4 separate regions of the Mus musculus genome follow, and regions 2, 3 and 4 are each linked to region 1. A link is a contact called in public Hi-C data. All regions are on one chromosome and are shown on one strand. The core of a region is the stretch at or near the end of the contact, and the rest is flanking DNA. Distances in the headings are between cores, read along the strand shown.

Region 1 (4,523 bases), core at 1,289-3,788:
AGAGAAGCTAAAGAGAGTGAAGAAGAGGAGGAGAATAAGAAGAAATAATAAAAGCAACTGAGATGGTTCAGTAAATAAGAGTACTTGAAGCCAAACCTTATGACTAAGTTCAATTCCAGGAACTTACATAGTAAAAGGAGAGAACCAACTTCCATAAGCTGTACTCTGACCTTACATGTGCACCATGGTATGTTTACACACACACACACACATACACACACAAATAAATGTAAAAGTTTTAAAAATAAAAGTGATGTCAATAATAATAGGATATAATAGGAAACACAAAAGTGAATCTAGCATGTTCATCGCTTTACTGAGGATGATGGGAGATGCTTTCCCAGCTGTGTGTCATAGGAAAAGCAAGGATTTGTGAGTCGGATATCTAGGGTTTGACTTACTCCAAAGAAGATGGACAGTTTGCATACGAAGATGACTTCTGAAGTTTCTCAGAAGTCACCATTACTAGCCTTTAAGATCACAGCCTATACACTAACAAATCTAGTTCAACTGTCCACCTTCAATAACCAATTAAAAGAGCCAAAAAATTAATAACAATAACATTGATAATAAAAGCAAAGAGAAAGAGAGGTATATTTAAACTGGCCACTTGCGAAAGAGGGATGAAGAGATCCAGTGAAACTCTCCCTCATCATCCTGAAATGAGATAAACAAATGGCTATGGACAGGCTGTCCTATGTCTTGTCAAGGTGTGGTTTCAGCCTAGTTGCAAGGGTTTCATTCTTTCAGAGAGCTAAGTTTCCAGTCCGGCTGGCATGTTTTGTTCTCCTACTGTGGGGAAATTCCCATTTCTTAGGGTTCCTGTTCCAGTGGTTTGATAGTCATAGAGAGACATGGGTATCTCTTTAGGACACCTTCAGCTCTGCCAGACACATTGCATCATGACTTATGCAGTGGTCTTTGGTTACCATCTCATTCATGAAAACCTGCTAATGAGGGGTGGAGCCTAGATCCAAACCATATGCTCCTTGACAGCAGAGTGATTAAGAACTTCCCTGGGCCAAGATGTACAAAAACAGTGTAGTGTGGCATATGAAAATGTCCTTTCGGCAGTAGAGTGCCTTTGCTCAGAATATTCTAGAAATTTAAGATTCTCTATTCCCACTAATGTTGAAAGGAAGCTCCAGGGCAAGAACTAAAATAAAATAAAACCTCTCACCCACATTACAAAGGAAATGAAGGAAAAAACTTTATGTATTTAAACAGTAAGAAGTTAACCAGTTCCCAAAGTTGAGTAAATTTGTTTCAATCTTACAAGTTTGACCAAAGATCAGTTAAATAACAAGTAAAAATTCTCTGTAGAGATTTTTAGAGATGACTAGCAGAATGCCGTATGCCACTGATACCTGTGTTTCCCTCAGGCCTAACGAGTCAAGAAGAAAACCAACCATGCTTGCCAAGTTCCCTTAATTTCCCACAGTGGAACAATGTCTGCTCAAGGAGCCTCTGTCCTGAAATGACTCAAGGCCTTCCTCCCTTGAGCAAGCACAGAAAAACATGGGGGGAGGGGACCCACATGCCAGAATCTTGCTAGCCCATCAAGGGCCTCATTATATAAACAGTAATGAAATGACTGGGGTTGATAAGTAACTAAACTTGCAGGTAAGTGTTCAAACTAATGATTTCATATATGTACACGTCTATACAAAATACACTTATCTCCCTTCCCCAGTCTATTACAAGGACAACAAGATTCTAATAAGGGCATTTCATTGTTCTAGACAGCAAACCTTCATTGGTTTTTTTTTTTTTTTTGGGGTGGGGAGGTTGTTGTTTTGTTTTGTTTTGTTTTGTTTTTAGTGTCACACAAGACAAAACCTATTGCGTTTGAAAAACAAAAGCATTTTTAGATCAAAACAGAGCAGGGACTTGCAAGATGAATAATACATACAAGTAAGGCACCCACCTCAGTTTTGTTGTGATTTATCAGCATGCAAGGGATGGGACAAAAATAAAGGGAAAACGATTCGATTGTTAAATCAAGCCTTCTCAGCTTCCTGGCTGTAGTCAATTTGCCAAAAGCCTTTTCTCTACTGTAATCCCATTTTTCAACATCTCATAACTAGAACCTGATTGATCATGTGGTCACATCCAGCCCAGACTCATTAGGCCAATTAAATCAAAGCATGTGTGCTGGAGATTCCAGCTCAGGGGCTGCTGCAGTGCCAGCAACAGCTTGGCTTGCCCACATTCCACAGGGTCTTATTTCAAGTGGTGTGATCCCCACATGGACGGTTTGATTTATTAAAGGGGACATTTTGTCACTCAGAAGGACTTCTCAGGACACTGGGTGGTGGGAGAGCAGTGAAACCAGGGCAATGTGACAAAAATAGGAGAACTTGTCACCCAAACCCGGAGGCAGCTCACACACACAGCAATGTATTTTAAGCATGAAGAAAATAGACTCTGTCTTAACAGCCTGGTTCTGTCAGAAGAGCGTCTCCCAGAGAGCCCTTCTTGGCTGTGGACTGTTCTGAGAACCTTTTTCATCTTTGTTGCCAAGGCAGCTGGGGGGAGGGGAAGCTGTGCTGGGTTTCCAAAGAATTGAGCAGCCAATACTATGAGCTTCCAGAACAGTGGGGCAGTGGCAGCCTCATCCTTAAGGAAAGGGGACTAAGAGATACAAGGAAGACTCAAGCTTGGGCAGTTTTTTAGAACCCTGACTCTGTCTGAAGAAAGCATCATGTGAGGTTCGGGTCTAATGGGTTAGGGACTAATTAATTGGCCAAAGATTTGACAAGGCTGAGGGTGGAAAGGCTCTTGGTTTTAGGGAGTATTTGGGTGTAGGAAGCAGCCCTGAAAGGTGAGCTCCCAGTCTGACTTTTAGATCCTGACAAGGAACATGGAGATGGAGGGAGGGAGCAGTGGAAGATTGTCTGTCCACGCTTCAGGGAAATGCCCTGACCTATTCACTCCTCTGTGCCCAGAGCTACAGCCTCAACACGCCTGAGTAGGAAGGATGTGTCTAAATCCACTCTGTGCTTTTGGTTTGTTTTTATCTTTGGAGAGAGAGAGAGAGAGAGAGAGAGAGAGAGAGAGAGAGAGAGAGAGAGAGAGAGAGAGAGTTTAAAATCTATTTTTGCCCAGGCATGAGTGATCATGCCTGTGTATCCTAGAGCGTGGGAGGCAGAAGGCAGGAAAGTGGCAGCTCACTTGAGATCTACATAGTGAATCCCAGCTAGGGGTCCATACTGGAATCCTGTCTCAAAAACACAAACAAAAAGATTTTCTTTGTGGCCACACAATTCAGTTCTATATTAGCTAATGAGTCACTTTTATGGACTTTTCAAAAAACTTACATACCACAGAACTTTAGAATTAAGAGCATTTTGGCCCAATATATTTGGTTACAAATGAGAGGACAGAGGTCTAGAAAATTTATTTCTCGAAAGAGATAAAGAAAGCTAAGAACTGAGCTAAAGATTTTCAGATGCAAACTTAAAGCCTTACTCAAAGGCTTCTGTGATGTGGAGGTCAGGGGTGGAGCTCTATTACAGGCATGTCCCCCAGAGCCCAGACTGCTCTCCACAACCCAATTCCTACTGGTCCTTTCCTTCTGCAGTCTTCAGCATCCCCCATCTCCTTGAGTAGTCTGATGCTTCTCACTAACACTGGACTTCAGTGGGCAATCAGATGACACTCCATCTCCACACAGCACAATGAAACTTCAGCCAGACACTTGTTCTTTCTTATCTTTCAGAAAATAAGCCATGAATTCCAGAACCGTCTCTGTGAGACAACTGGTCATCTCAGCTTGTTCTAACCCAGGGCCCCATTCATTCAGGACACCCTGGAGTGTTCAAGGAAAGTGATCTGCAAGCAGTAGGTCAGTAGGTCACACCCAGCAAGGAAACTCACCACAGGACAGACTGGAGGACACAGAAAAGTGATTCACAAAGAACCACCTCCTAGTTTCACTCTGTGAGGGTGCAAGTAGCCACACAGGACAGCAGGGGTGGGGTGGGGTGGTGAGGACCTAGAAAGGGTCCTGGTGTCATCAGCAAAGCAGGTGCTGGTGAGAAAGAGCATTGAATCAGGTCAACCAGGTGAATGACACTGGTTTCCTTTAAGGATTGTCTGATGCATATAGTATAATTTGATCAGATTCACTCCAGGTATCATCGTTTTTGTGTGTGATCCACTGAGTATAATCAGGATTTTTATGCAAGAGTATGGATGGGATGTTATTTACTGGAGCACAGCCATCTAACCAGTGGCTGCAGCACTGGAGAAAATGGCTCCTCTCCCCCTCAGAGTTCTTAACTGCCAACAGCTCCTCAGGGAGAGAAGGGTCAGGAACAGCCTTTTAAAAGATATCTATCTAGGGAGTGACTGCTGATTTTCTAAACTTCTTTTCTAATAACTGGAATGGTGTGTGTGGCAGGTGAGTTGACAGAGACTAGACTGTGAAGGCCACTGTAACAGATGGAGCATTTTAGTCAGGGTACAACCAATCTCTTCTCCCTCTGGCAAAACAAGACTACTGATTAAATGTGGTATGG
Region 2 (4,523 bases), core at 1,451-3,950, 210 kb before region 1:
CCAATGGACTGAAGTTGGAGATCATCCCTGTGGTTGAATTGGGAAAAGCTGGAAGAAGCTGAAGAGGAGAATGATCCCATAGGAAGACCAGGAGTCTCAACTAACTCGGACCCCCGAGCCACCAAACAGGCAGCATGTATTAGCTGGAAGAAGGCCCCTGGCACTTATACAGCAGAGGACTGCCTGGTCTGGACTCAATGAAAGAAGACATACCTAACCCTTGAGAGACTTGAAGCCCCAGAGAGTGGTGAGGCCTGGTAGGAGGAGGTTGTTGGAGGGTGGGAGGTGAGGGTTAAGGGGTGCTGGAGAGTAGGGTGGAGTGAGGTGGGGTAGGGGGTAGAGATATTGTCTTGGAGACAAGGGAGTGTAGGAATGGGATGTGGAAGTGTAGAAGGGCAGACAGGGAGCAGGTAATGACTGGAATGTAAAAAAATAAAAAATAAAAAATAAAAAGGACTGTTCCATGAACTGTTAAGAGATTACTGACATTTCTGCATTTGTCTTTTCAAAAAATGTTTTGTGTGTACTGATGCAAGGGGGTGTTAGCTGCACATGTGTGTATATGCACTTGTATTTGTATGTGTATGTGCATGTGAAGGTCAAGGACAGTCTCAGATGTCACCCTACCACTCTGGAAAGACAACTGGCACTCCTGCCTAAGTGCCCCCTGGAAAGCAATATCTCACATTGGGAACAAAGGTGGAATCAGTAGTTTTAGACCAACACGTGATGGGCAGGATAGAGCTCTGCAGTCAAAGGCAATTTGCTCCTAGGCACACATGTGTTCACACTCTAACCTTCTCTGTAAACAAACTAACCTGGTACATACCTTGTCATGGGAGGAATAGAGTAAAAGAAACCAGACAGACAAAAGTTCAGGATTCTAGAAAAAGGAAGTGGTTCACCTAAGACCATAGGATGCAAGTCCCTGTAGGCATCCTTGGTGTTTCACAATGAAAACATCATTCTATAAAATTAACTGCATCAAAATTAAACTCAAAGAGTGACAGCAGGTCACCCGCAACCATAATCCAGGCAACACTGGCTGTTCCCGTGCTTGAAACCTAACGGAGGCCAAATGTGCTCAGGAAACAAGCAAGTCAACATGATTTACCAGCATTGTGACACAGTGATCCCCAAGCGTCCTCTAGCCTCATCCCTCATCATACCCTCTGTGCCAAGAGGGCTCCCATCTTGTCTAGTTAATCTGTGATGCCTGGCCAATGTTCCTTGCTATTCCCTTTGCTAGAATGAACGTCATTCATCGTCCTTCCTCTCTTTTGCTGTCATTCCTACTTGCATCTTCTTATATACATGGCTTAGCCTGGAAGTCAAACTGGCCTGTTCAGGCGGGTGTTGTTTTGTTTTGTTTGTTGTTGTTTTCTCTGTTCAATAATAAGGAAATTGAGCCTAGCTAGCATTGACATCTCGCTGATTCATCACTTCATTCACAGACCCATGTGCAGCCCCTGCCACATGAAGAGCAGTAAATAAATAGAATACCATTTTTACTGGTGGAAACCGTGCTATATAATTCTAAAACCCAAGCCTTATGGCATTTAATAAGGGTTGGTTTGGTATAAATAGAAAACCCAGTTATCGTTATAATTTTCAAACACTGTGCCCTTTAGTCAATTATATCCCCACCCTTTATTACCTACACAAATGATAATCAGGAGAGAGCTCCAGCATTCTGGCTACTTCCTGAAGTGTTCTCCCTTTGTGTTTGAAGTAATCTCCATAGCTATTAAAGGGCAGAGTATTTGATTGTCAGTGCTAGGGTTCAAAGTATCTGGACAAAGGATGTTGTGGACTTTGGACCCCATACATCTTGCTAACCCTCGATGGGTCTACACAGTGTCTGTCATAAGGACTTCCTGCGAAGTTCTCTTACAGTGGGCTGGAATCTCACAATGCTTAAGAGCTGAACTTCTGCCTGTCTTCTGTCTCCTAGTGTTATTAAGTGGACCAGGTGACATGGAGTCTCCTCAGCAACTTTTTCCATCTCCTGTTTCCTTTATACACTGAAAGGTCTATATTTGGATCGCTCCCAAAATAAGTCTTAATTGATTTTTTAAGGTGTTCTCAACTGCCATGGCAATGATAAGCAAATATCTCTTCATGAATAGCCTTCTGCAATTGACTATTCTTACTGAGTATAAGCTTCAGTGCTCTTTCTTCAATGCTTCTGCCTCTCTCTCTCTCTCTCTCTCTCTCTCTCTCTCTTTCTCTCTCTCTCTCAGCATATTTCCTTTAGTCTGTTAAAACTATAATTAATATATATTTAAGTATAAATATACTCCAGAAGAAAATAATATATTTCAATAGTGCAATTCTTCAAAATAAAAACCTCCTATGATTTTTATCATTAACAACAACAGTACACATACACGCGCACACACACACACATGCACACTAAAAATAGATTGTGTTTTCAAGGGTAATAGCTGTCTTATTATTGGCAGGATCTGCTACACGTCTGTAACCTCTTTTGAAGTCACCTTTAACAGTGTGTTTCATTATAAAAATTATTTTTCTCTCTCAGGAAAAATTATTATTCATCTTTGGAGAGAACATCTTGTCAAGTGGAGCTGTTCAACAAAACAAGGAAAACATCTCTGCCAAAGCACAGCAAATGTGATTACCAAGCCAAGGAGAAGCCCGTAATTAGATCATTTCCATGGAAACAACCTAATTACATGTGTAAAGCAGTGAGAGCCGAGCTGAACATTGAATATGCTAATACCATTGTCTATGTTGTAATGTTTCTGCTACTTAGCTTCTCTCAAATATAAAATATAAACCATGTAGATAAACCCCAACTCTGCTAAGTGAATAAAAACCCACAGTGCATTGGATGTGCATTGCAAATGAATGTAATCCTGGGATATTTAACTGCTTATAATCAACACACACCTATATCCTTAAATAACCAAGGATAAAGAATGCATTGTCATGTATACTAATAATAAGTGCACAGTAGCATGTAAGTCGCCAAATGTCCATAAGTGAGCATTCTGCAATTTCACATGGTGTAAATTTTATTTATAAAAACAGCTAATGAAAAAAACAATTTATTTTTTAAGCCATGCATTCTTTACTTATTCTAGGGAATTATTTTATGTCAGCAAGAATTAATCATTTAGAAGCCTGTTGAATTTTTTTTTAATGTTCCATGTGATCTATATTTGGGTACCCCAGTCAGAGGGGCAGTGGGAAGTTACACCAAAATGATTTCATTAATAGAAGAATGAGTTTGCCTTTTTAAATAATGAAACCTATACCGTGCTTCTATATACCTCTTAATATCATTCCCAAGTGTTTCTTTGAGTTAATCTCTTGAACACAGCTTTGAAACTCCAGCCTTGCTATCCTCAACTGAGCAATTTGACAGCATCTCTAACAGCCTGAGGCATCCACTGGTCTTCAGCTTTCCCAAATGTAAGAGTTCACTTATCTCCTTGCTATAACCAAGAATATGAAAGAAACAAGGAAGAAGGGGTTTATTTTGACTTACAGAACACCGTGGCAGAATGTTTCTTTAATCTAGCAACATAGAGAGAACAGGAAATGGGCTAGGCATTCCTCAGGACTTGGGAGAGCAGGCTCTGGTCCTCATCTGAACAGCACAATACGGCTGACCCTGATGGAGAGGGACAGGTGAGCTGGCCCTAGCTGGCCCTGCCATTGGCCTAGCATGAGCTGACATGGGCGCCTCCTACCAATACCACCCGAGGTGGTCGTTGGCGCTCTGGGAGAGCTGACCCCAGGGTCATGAGGATGGGAAAGCTGGCCCCTCTCCTGACTGGCTGTAGTACTCAGGAGATCAGCCCCTGTACTTCAACTGGAGAGCACAATGGAGCTGACTCTGATGGCATGGGCGCATATGAGCCAGCCTCAAGGTCATGAGAGCAGGAGAGCTGACCCTGTCCGGCTGATGGTCGCATTGGATGATAAAGTCAAGGCAGTGTTAGTTCATTCTGGTGGTGTGGTTCAGGAGACCTGGTGGGCTGATCAATTCAGCTACCACCCAGGCCCATATCCAGGGCTTTGAGTTGGCGGACCCCAACATCTACCTCATCTATGAATTACTGGAGCGTGTGAAATGGCTGGTCCTGAAGATTCAAAGCTGCAGGATCTCCATGACACAGGGCAACAACAAAGTAACCAAGGGTGGAGAGTGAATAGGAAGGGACTGGGAGATGAGTGGGATTTAGGTGCATGATGTGAACCTTACAAAAAATCGATGAAAAGTTTAAAAATAATCTCAGGCCATCAAGGAATGGCCATGTTATGGCAAGACTCCCAACTCCATCAGTTGGAGCTAAGTGCTCAAACACAGAAGCCTCTGGGGTTCATGTCACGTTCAAATCTCCCTGGTTTTCAGATGTAAGCATAAGAGATTGTCGAGGCTTGCCTGACTACCACTTATTCCCAGATGTGCATGATTCACCTTCCAACTGGTCTGTTTTTTGACCATCTGTGCCAGTGACTTTAGAAATGCTCCTTTCAGTTCTCTTCCC
Region 3 (4,523 bases), core at 919-3,418, 200 kb after region 1:
CAAGGAGCTGAAGGGGTCTGCAACCCGATAGGTGGAACAATAATATGAACTAACCAGTACACTCGAGAGCTTGTGTCTCTACTTGCATATGTAGCAGAAGATGTCCTAGTCGGCCATCATTGAGAATAGAGGACCCTTGGTCTTGCAAACTTAATATGCCCCAGTACAGGGGAACGCCAGGGCCAAATACTGGGAGTGGGTGGGTAGAGGAGCAGGGCAGGGGTAGGGTATAGGGGACTTTCGGGATAGCATTTGAAATGTAAATGAAGAAAATATCTAATAAAAAAATTGAAAAAAGAACAAGAAAAGAAATCAAGGTGAGCACAAACAAGTGAGCAGATTAACATGAATTCATTAATTCCTCTCCACTCTTGACTATGGATATGATGTGACTCTTTGTTTGAAGCTCCTGTCTTGACTTCTCCACCATAATAGGCACTAATCTAAAATTGTAAGCTGAAATAAATCCTTTTATTTTATCACAGCAACAGAAATGAAACTAGGACCAGTTTTTAAAGCTGAATCTTTAAGCTCATTGTACATTGCTATTCCCCCAAAAGAAGGAAAAGATAGAACTTGAGTCTGTGTATTCAGAAGTGACTACCATGAGAGGTAGAGAACACCCTATCAACCAAGAATAATCTCTTGACCTCATCAGGGGCACAGAACATAAACCACAAGAAGCTTCATGGAAAGTGAGTGCTTAAACTAAGCCCTAAAGTATGTTAACCAGAGCCTGGAAGGAAAAGTCTCCCAGAAAGATAGGATGGTATGTGCTGAGGCCCAAGTAGCTGAAGCCCAGAGGGAATATCCGGGAGTTTGAGCTCATGGACCTGACAGAAGCAGTAAGAAACAGGACTGTTTTGCTCACCACTGTTTCTACTACTTACAACAAGTCTCAAAAATATGGGGGAAAAATATAAAGATTTCAGTTGGGAAACACAAATAGAAAACAAGCTTTAAATGTCCTGAAGGGTCTGTGGCTAGTCTTCAGTATAAGATTATGAAATGTGAAGTTATTGAGACAAAGACATGGCCTGAGTTTTACTTTAAGTAGGAAGTTAGTTGAAAGATAAGCTAGCTCATGGAGAGACGAGAACAGAGTTCAGATAAGGACAAGGGTCAAAGGAGGAAAGATGAAGTCAGAGGATTATAAATCACCCAGGCAAGAAGGAATGAAAGTTTAGACATTGAGAAGAGGGAAGAACACAGATATCCAAGAGTTATGACCAGAGGAGAAGCTTCACTGTCTCCTCTTACCCCACCTTTCCTACCTCACCTGCAGACAACAGAAAGTCCTTATAGGGACTCAGATACCCCTGATGTAAATACCAACTTGACAGAAGAATACACAGCTACTTAATCACACTAATACTTCATCTCTATGACTAAGCAGTAGGTAATCCCAGACAGCTGCCTAGAAGTTCCCAAACATGAATTTGTTTGGCAAGAAAGACCAAACATTCTGATTTGGGGTTGAGCTTTTGTTCTTTGGCTAAAGGCATTGTGGTCTGTCATACATAGCCAAGATCTCCATCTTCAAATTATCACCCAAGTAAATTTTTTGCAAGCCAATAGTGATTGTTTCCACTTTCAGCCCTAGCCAGAACTCAACTTACATAGAATCCAAGCCTGGGTATTGCTAATACTCCTTGCATTATGACCTGTGGGGTTAGTACTGTACCCCCATGTTTCAATGGTTAGGAAGGCCTTCACCATATTTAGCTTAAAGGAAAGAATCTCAACAAAATATGGCACATCAATTTTGTCGGTGATAATAGGACTATGACTGAGACCTGGGGCTAGAAGGAACCAAGCACTTAGAGCCTTCTTTCTGTGCTATTTTGGCCAAAGTAGGAAGTCTGGAAGATTTTGGTCTACTTATACTCAGGTCTCTTTTCTGTGGGTTCAGCATTAGTAATGCTCCACCTTATTCGAGGCAAGAAGGAGACTGCATAAGTTCTTCAAAGTTTCCTGCTCCTGAAAGCAAAAGCCATTTGTCTGCAGACCTAGGAGATGAGAATTTCTGGGTAAGAATTAGTGGCCATGTTGCTTTAATTATGATGCAAAATACATTGGCACTGGCACATCTGAGTATATCCCTGGCTCCAAACACAGTGGTTTTCAGGGTGGTGCCACGGCTGATGATGTTGCATCATAGCTGAGGCAGACTGGCAAGCTTCCACTCACCCTAGAGTCTCCACTCTCCGTGCCAACATGCTTCACCACCACCCCCCAGCCCACAAATATGCCACACAGGATCTTCCACAAACACACCATTTTCCCTTCAGGAAACAGTGTGGCTGTCCCATCCTCATTTCTTTTGGGACGTGCATTCTATTTTGCCCAGATTCTCTGAAAATCAGATGAGGCTTACCTCTAACCTAGCAGAACTTTGCCCAGACTTGCTGACCACAGGTGCCACTTCCTCAGCAAAAATACCTGCAGCCCAGCCATTTTTTGCTTTAGCTGAGTTACAGAATTCTTTAGAAGCTAACAGCACGACTATCAATCTGCCTTCCCAGAATTGCTTGGAATGTCTTCCTTTCTCAGTGGCTGCTAGGTACCTGTACAGGACCTAGGTGAGGGAAAGGCCATGGCCTGCCCATATCTAGGCTGCCTTTCTCCTTCCTGAACTCCACTTTTCCAGGAAGCCTCAGAGTAAACTAAGACACTGTGAATCTTTTGTCAGGACTCTGGTGTCCTTTGAAATAAATTAGTCTTAAATGGTATGTACCTCAAATTTAACTGATTAGTGACCCATGTTAGAATGAGATCAGAAAGGGATTTAAAAAAATATATTGTATCACTTTGACCATTTTCATTGCCTTTCTTTTAATCCATTTGTCCATTTAAGAATTTTTTTAAATTGTTCTTGTTAAATACAAAGGATAATGATAAGTTAAATAAAAACAAGATTATTGACCTATGAGAGTGTTTCATAGGAGACTACTTCTAAAAGATATCAGAACAATGTATATATCAAGGAGAAAGAAAGTGTACCACTTACTATTGAAATAGTGCTTTAACAATAAAAGAGACACTGGAAAGATGGCTCAACAATTAAAAGTGCATACTGTTCTTGCAGAGAACCTGAATTCAGTTCCTTGTACCAGTGCCAGGCAGCTCACAACATCCTATAACTCCAGCTGCAGAGGATCTGACACCTCTGGACTCTATAAGTACCTATATCCTCCCACCCACATGCAAACACACAGATACACTGTAAAACAGATAATGAAAATAAGTCTTTAAATGAATACATAAACTAAAAAGAAACCACCACGTGTATGTCCAATAATTCTCCCTTGTATTTTCTCTCCTTGGGAAAACTAAAACAAGAGATACCTCTACCTTAGAGACATGATTAGAAGAAAGAAAGAAAGAAAGAAAGAAAGAAAGAAAGAAAGAAAGAAAGAAAGAAAGAAAGAAAGAAAGAAAGAAAGAAAGAAAGAAAACTCTCACCTAAAAGGAAATGAATGATTATTATGGAGCTAGATATTAATTACTATTATCTGGGAATACGGATTTAGTTTGTCCTGAAAAGGCAAGCTCCACTATGATAGTGATACGTGGGATTTTTAAGTTAGGAAACAAAAAAGTCATATTTGAAGGCATTTATTGAAGGCATTGATAGGCAGGTTACAAAAAAAGCAGAGAAAACTTCTATATATTTCAGAATTATCTAATGACATTCTTAGATTCTGAGTTTATGGAAGCTAGTCTTCTGCTAACATTTTTCAAATATATTTTCAAGACTTTAATAGACAGAATGACACTAGATCAGACACAGGAGTGGATAAGGAATGGTTTTCAAAAGGACCTAAAATAGGCCAGGATAACTTGACCCTTACATTTTAATACTCTACAACCCAAAAGTTGGTCATTTAGCCTAGAATCATTTACACAGATAGACTCATCCTTCCTTTCTGTGTTGTTCATTCTTTCTTTCTTCCTTCCTTTCTTTCTTCCTTCCTTCCTTTCTTCCTTCCTTCCTTCCTTCCTTCCTTCCTTCCTTCCTTTCTTTCTTTCTTTCTTTCTTTCTTTCTTTCTTTCTTTCTTCCTTTCTTCCTTTCTTCCTTCCTTCCTTTCCTTCTTTCTCTCTCTTTCTTTCTTCCTTCCTTCTTTTCTCTTTCTCTCTTTCTTTCCTTCTTTCTCTCTTTCTCTCTTCTTTCTTTCTTCCTTTTCTGAGATCATCAGTTTGCACCTTGATACCACATTCCTAGCGCACCTGGTTCCACCTGATTACAGCTTACTCTGTGTATGTCTGTGGATTTGACTTCAACAATGATGAGAAAATTCATCCTCCTCCCACACACCACTGTCAACTGTAGGTTCATCTTTATCTTTACCACTCGTCAAATGGAAGAAAAACAATCACGAAATGTACACTTCCTGCCATGCTTGCTGGGCAGCACAGTAGTCAATCATCCACCTCACTTGCAATATGCACACACAGGGCATAAGTATTACTTTTTGAATGGGAGAGCCTGGTGCCTCTAAAGACAAATTCCTAGCCCAAA
Region 4 (4,523 bases), core at 587-3,086, 140 kb before region 1:
GCATCTAACAGTCAGGGATCCCCCACCTACATCAAATTGTATAGACATCCTGCTCCAAGCAACATAATAGGTGGCCACCCTTCCTTTATCCAGGGTCCCCTCCTTTATAGTCAAACATATGCTAAAATATGTTGCAAGCAATGTATCAATCCAACCTGCACTGGTTTTGAATATATGTATAGTAAGACAAATTGTTATCTGAGTGGACTTTAGGAAAAATCCACTGTTTACCACTTCATGCCTGTGCATAATTTTGAATACTTATGAATTAAATCAAATGCAACTTGGAGAGGACAAGTATGGCAGAGAAAGTCTCATATAACTCAAGTTTGCCAATCAAAAGCAAAGAACCACCCACATCAGGCCCCTTAAAAACAAATGGTCCCCTATGGGGCACCATAAAAGGAAGCCCTAAACAATAACTAAGGCTCTTGGGCACTCTAGCTCAATGACCTGCTATTTACTTACTCCCTTACATTTTATCCTATTCTACCTCTTTAATTCAAACTTCTTTATACTTTGCTGTCTGAAAACTTTGAGCAAGAAGCTGGAAATGCTGTGCCTCCACCATACACATACCCCCAAATACACACACACACACACACACACACACACACACGCACGCACGCACGCACACGTACTCACACACTTGGAACAAACCAATCAGGATGAGATCATTGTACCCTGTATAAATGGTGTTTGGTGTGGGTCTGCAGTCTGAAGCCTGAACAGCTGAGTGCATACTGCCACACACTCCACTCTAGAAGGCTCGTTATCTTGTTTATCTTGTCCTAGGAAAACCTGACCTCCAGTTTAACCTTTCACACAGATTATGAAACAGCCTTCTATTAAATCCCAACACTCTGGCACAATTTTAAACAAAAAAATACCCTGGTGCAATATGGAGGACAATTTTTTAATTGAGAAACAAAACACATTCTGTCCAGGGCTGTGAAGTTGACTTTCATAACAGGCGGGAGTTGTTCAGATTCTGGCAAAGGCAGTTGTAAATTTTCACTTCCCCACTAATTGTCTTGATAACCCCAGGCTATATCCTAATTACTTTTTGTCTTTGGTTTCCTCACTTTGAAAACAAGGAAAATAATAGTTTTCTTTAAGGTAGTTAGCAGGATTAAGCAGAATTATATCTTTTATAAAACACTTAAAGCAGGACCGAGAAACACAAAACATACATTCAATCAATACAAGTTTCTTTCTCCAAACTCCAGGGGAGAACTGAACAGATGTAGAAAGAAACCTTGGGGTACCCCAGGACTACCAAGACATGGGTGGTCTTCAAATTTCAACAAATAATTAGAAAAACAGGAGTTTTGAATTTCAAAACTAGATGTTTTAGGGATGCTAGGAGAAGAAGCAAACATAACTTCTACTAAGAGATGACCACAGATACAGGAAAAATGGTGTCCACATTTATGGAAGAAGAGATTTAAAAAAAAGGCAGAAGTAACATAAACATTAAATGTGAAGGTAAGGTTCTTCTTTGACAATAAAACAATCCAAATATGTGGCTTTGGTGACAAGTATTCTTAGGAACCTCAAAGCTGTCAACTCCAGGCTTGCAGACGGATGAGCGCAGCGGCACACAGTGAATGAAAACACATGCAGCACACACAGAAAAGGCAGACTGTGGGATCAAAGCCAGAAACTATTCTTGGGTTGTTTTTCTCTTCAAAATAAGCTTTTTTTCCCCCATGATGCTAAATTTAAACAGCTGAATTTCTTTTTGTGAAAACAGTATTCTATTCAACCTTTTCAAAAGACTTGCCATTTAATAAGAAGTGGTCATTTTCTCCCAGGGAGGAAACCCCCTGAGCTACAGCTCTTCCTGGAAGAGGCCTGGCATATGATGAATGCTCATCTCCCCTATCTGAGCGGCTGGAGCCTCTACTACTTAGAGCCGAAAAAAAAAAAAAAAAAAACCAACAATGATGAAATTACTGCACCCAACAAGAATGAAGTATAGGGAATGCTCTCTGATTACAAGCCACACATTTTGTGTATGAGGAAGAAACATAGGAGCCTACTTATCTTCCGTTGTCACCATACCTGGGAAGAGGGCACCTCAAGTTAAACAGTGTCTCCATAAGACTGGCCTGTGGCAATGTCTGTCTGAAAGGCATTTTTTATTGCTAATTGGTGTGGGAGAGCTCAGCCCACTATTGGCAGTTTATCCTTCCACAGGTAAGCTTGGGATAAATTTTAAAAAGTAGCTGAGCAAGCCAGGGAATCAAGCCAGTAAGCAGTGGTTTCTTGTTCAAGATCCTACCATGATTTCCTGCTTGGCTTTCCTGGTTGGTGAACTATGACCCTAAGAGGAAATCATCCCTTTCTGCCCTGACGTGCTTCTAGTCATGGTATTTAATCACAAGGGAAAGAGATAAGGCACACAGGAAGAGCAGAGCTAGAGCTGTTGAAGAAATGGCTGGTGTAATTAAGGCTATTGTTTAGAAGGAATTAGATGCTAAAGGATGAAAGAGTCAGCAGCCAAGTTGGAGCAATGAAACCGTGTGCCATGGGCAATTTCTCAGATTCCTGCTTATGTGAGAAGCTTACCACAGACTAATCAAAGTGTATCCTAAACCCACAATAATCAGAGCACGGAAAGAGATGCGTGCAGAGCTAAAGCATCTGAGGAAGGCGCCACTAAACGACAAGAGTAGCCAGGTAAGCTGGTTTGTGAGTCAAAGGTTAGGCACATTTTCACTCTGGGAGATAACTGCTCCTTACCATATCATTATAACTAGACATGCCTTCCAGAAGAGAGGATGGACTCACATGTTCTCAGATCTAACATAGACAAGTTGACCCTTGTTCCATTCACCCACCACACTGCAAAACTCTGAAAACAGTGTCTCTGAGCCCCTTATATCCAAACTATTACTATGCAGTCAGAAGATAAATTTGCCTACTTCTTCTGGTTTACCTGCTCTACTTGATAGACCATGCCCTGCCCTATCCAGACGACAGTTTCTTAAGAAGACAGATACCCCAGTCTGAAGAAATCAGGCCATTCCTCCTGAATCCTCTAGGAGACAGTTGAGAAGTTGTTCTGTGCTGTGGTTTTACAGCTCCTGACTTATGGTCTTAACAAATACTTAGCTTTTCCAGGCTCTTTGTCTCATCTGCTATGAGGAAGTCAATCTAGGGATGTAAGGCATCCCTCCAGGATCTAGAGAGATGGATCAGTAGTTGAGAGCATGTTTCTCCTCCAGTTGATCGACATTATTGTCCCTGGAGGCACATGGTGTCTTACAATGATCTGGAACTCAGTTTCAGGGAAATCTGACACCTTCTTCAAGCCTTCATAGACACCAGCATACTCAAGGCATATATTCACCATACACATACACATACACATACACATACACATACACATACATAATTTTTTAAGATACTTAACTAACCTCATTCCTGGTCCTCAAAAATTTATAAAAGCCTGATGTTTTCTTTGTTGAAGGAACTTCTCTAAAGATTCTTTTCTGGATCTACCCTGTCATCCTTTGATGGCTCTCTTTCTTACTCTTGCTTCAAGTGTTATGAGGTTCCTCTCCAGGTTTTAAAGGGAAGCCTTCCTTGCTTTTAAGCCTTGCATACCCTAATTTTGACACATTGTTATTCTTTTCTAGACCTCTCCCAACCTCAATGTCTAGTCATGGTTTGGTGGCCCTTTCCTCTAATGATGCTACCAGCATGCATTCTACTACCCCTTTCCCTTTATAGATCTAAATCCACAAGGAAGGAAAAACATGATGACTATAAAATATTCACAAAGTCTAAGTCATAGCATTGCATGTGTTTGATGGCCAGAAGCTGAGTCTGAACTGCCACAATGAGGAATTCATTCCTGGTTTCACCAAATGTGAAACATAGCCCATTATTTTTATCCACCACATAGAAAAGAAAAGAGCATTGCCAATTAAACTGACACAATGTTCTCTGATGAGAAGAAACTATGTATCTATTGGAGGAAAGATGTGGAACTTACTTAGGTATTTATAGTGTAAGTGTTATATATAATTAATTTCTATCTACCATTGCCACCAACCAGAGTGCTTACTATGGCCAAAATGTGTTCATAACCAAACCTTTAGAGTCAAATTTTAAATCCAGAACTATAATAATCATATTTCTCACTGTACAGTTGTTCTGTAGTCTCAATTCCTGGATGCATTTGCTTTTATTTGTTTTTTAAGACAGAGTCTCCAAACAATGACACCATTGCATACACTAGAAAGCGTTTGCTGAAAGGACCCTGATATAGCTGTCTCTTATGAGACTAGGCCGGGGCCTAGCAAACACATAAGTGGATGCTCACAGTCAGCTATTGGATGGATCACAGGGCCCCCAATGGAGGAGCTAGAGAAAGTACCCAAGGAGCTAAAGAGATCTGCAACCCTATAGGTGCAACAACATTGCTTTTGGGATAGCATTGGAAAATACGTAATTAAAAAAAAAAAAAAAGACAGAGTCTCATAAAGCCAGTGATAATCTCAAAGCCAGTA

The links. A called contact is a pair of places that touch in the nucleus more often than the background predicts.
Region 2: a Hi-C map of cortical neurons shows a contact between it and region 1, with 2.1 times the contacts expected there. The contact joins two enhancer-like sites. A contact is called at or near these places in 2 of 484 Hi-C or Micro-C datasets (cortical neurons and forebrain) and 1 of 115 datasets of contacts at active chromatin or transcription factors (astrocytes).
Region 3: a Hi-C map of myocytes shows a contact between it and region 1, with 4 times the contacts expected there. The contact joins two enhancer-like sites. A contact is called at or near these places in 4 of 484 Hi-C or Micro-C datasets (the 3T3-L1 cell line, the N1E-115 cell line, cerebral cortex and 1 more) and 1 of 115 datasets of contacts at active chromatin or transcription factors (heart atrium).
Region 4: a Hi-C map of uterus shows a contact between it and region 1. The contact joins two enhancer-like sites. A contact is called at or near these places in 3 of 484 Hi-C or Micro-C datasets (nephron progenitors and uterus) and 1 of 115 datasets of contacts at active chromatin or transcription factors (embryonic stem cells).

What each region holds. Positions count from the first base shown.
Region 1 is chr3:21,562,148-21,566,670 of GRCm38.p6, forward strand. No RefSeq gene overlaps it. Among named protein-coding and RNA genes, the nearest start is that of Gm31610, 75 kb to the left of the region's middle. Within about 2 kb of position 2,539, at least 151 of the 459 cell types and tissues checked have an H3K27ac peak or open chromatin away from gene starts, as enhancers often do. A contact at or near this core is called in cortical neurons, forebrain, myocytes and 1 more, where this site is marked.
Region 2 is chr3:21,354,586-21,359,108 of GRCm38.p6, forward strand. No RefSeq gene overlaps it. Among named protein-coding and RNA genes, the nearest start is that of Gm31610, 130 kb to the right of the region's middle. Within about 2 kb of position 2,701, at least 43 of the 459 cell types and tissues checked have an H3K27ac peak or open chromatin away from gene starts, as enhancers often do. A contact at or near this core is called in cortical neurons and forebrain, where this site is marked.
Region 3 is chr3:21,759,948-21,764,470 of GRCm38.p6, forward strand. The region is part of intron 1 of 7530428D23Rik (RIKEN cDNA 7530428D23 gene); the gene reads right to left. Among named protein-coding and RNA genes, the nearest start is that of 7530428D23Rik, 39 kb to the right of the region's middle. Within about 2 kb of position 2,169, at least 47 of the 459 cell types and tissues checked have an H3K27ac peak or open chromatin away from gene starts, as enhancers often do. A contact at or near this core is called in myocytes, where this site is marked.
Region 4 is chr3:21,425,970-21,430,492 of GRCm38.p6, forward strand. The region is part of intron 4 of Gm31610 (a long non-coding RNA gene); the gene reads right to left. Among named protein-coding and RNA genes, the nearest start is that of Gm31610, 61 kb to the right of the region's middle. Within about 2 kb of position 1,837, at least 16 of the 459 cell types and tissues checked have an H3K27ac peak or open chromatin away from gene starts, as enhancers often do. A contact at or near this core is called in uterus, where this site is marked.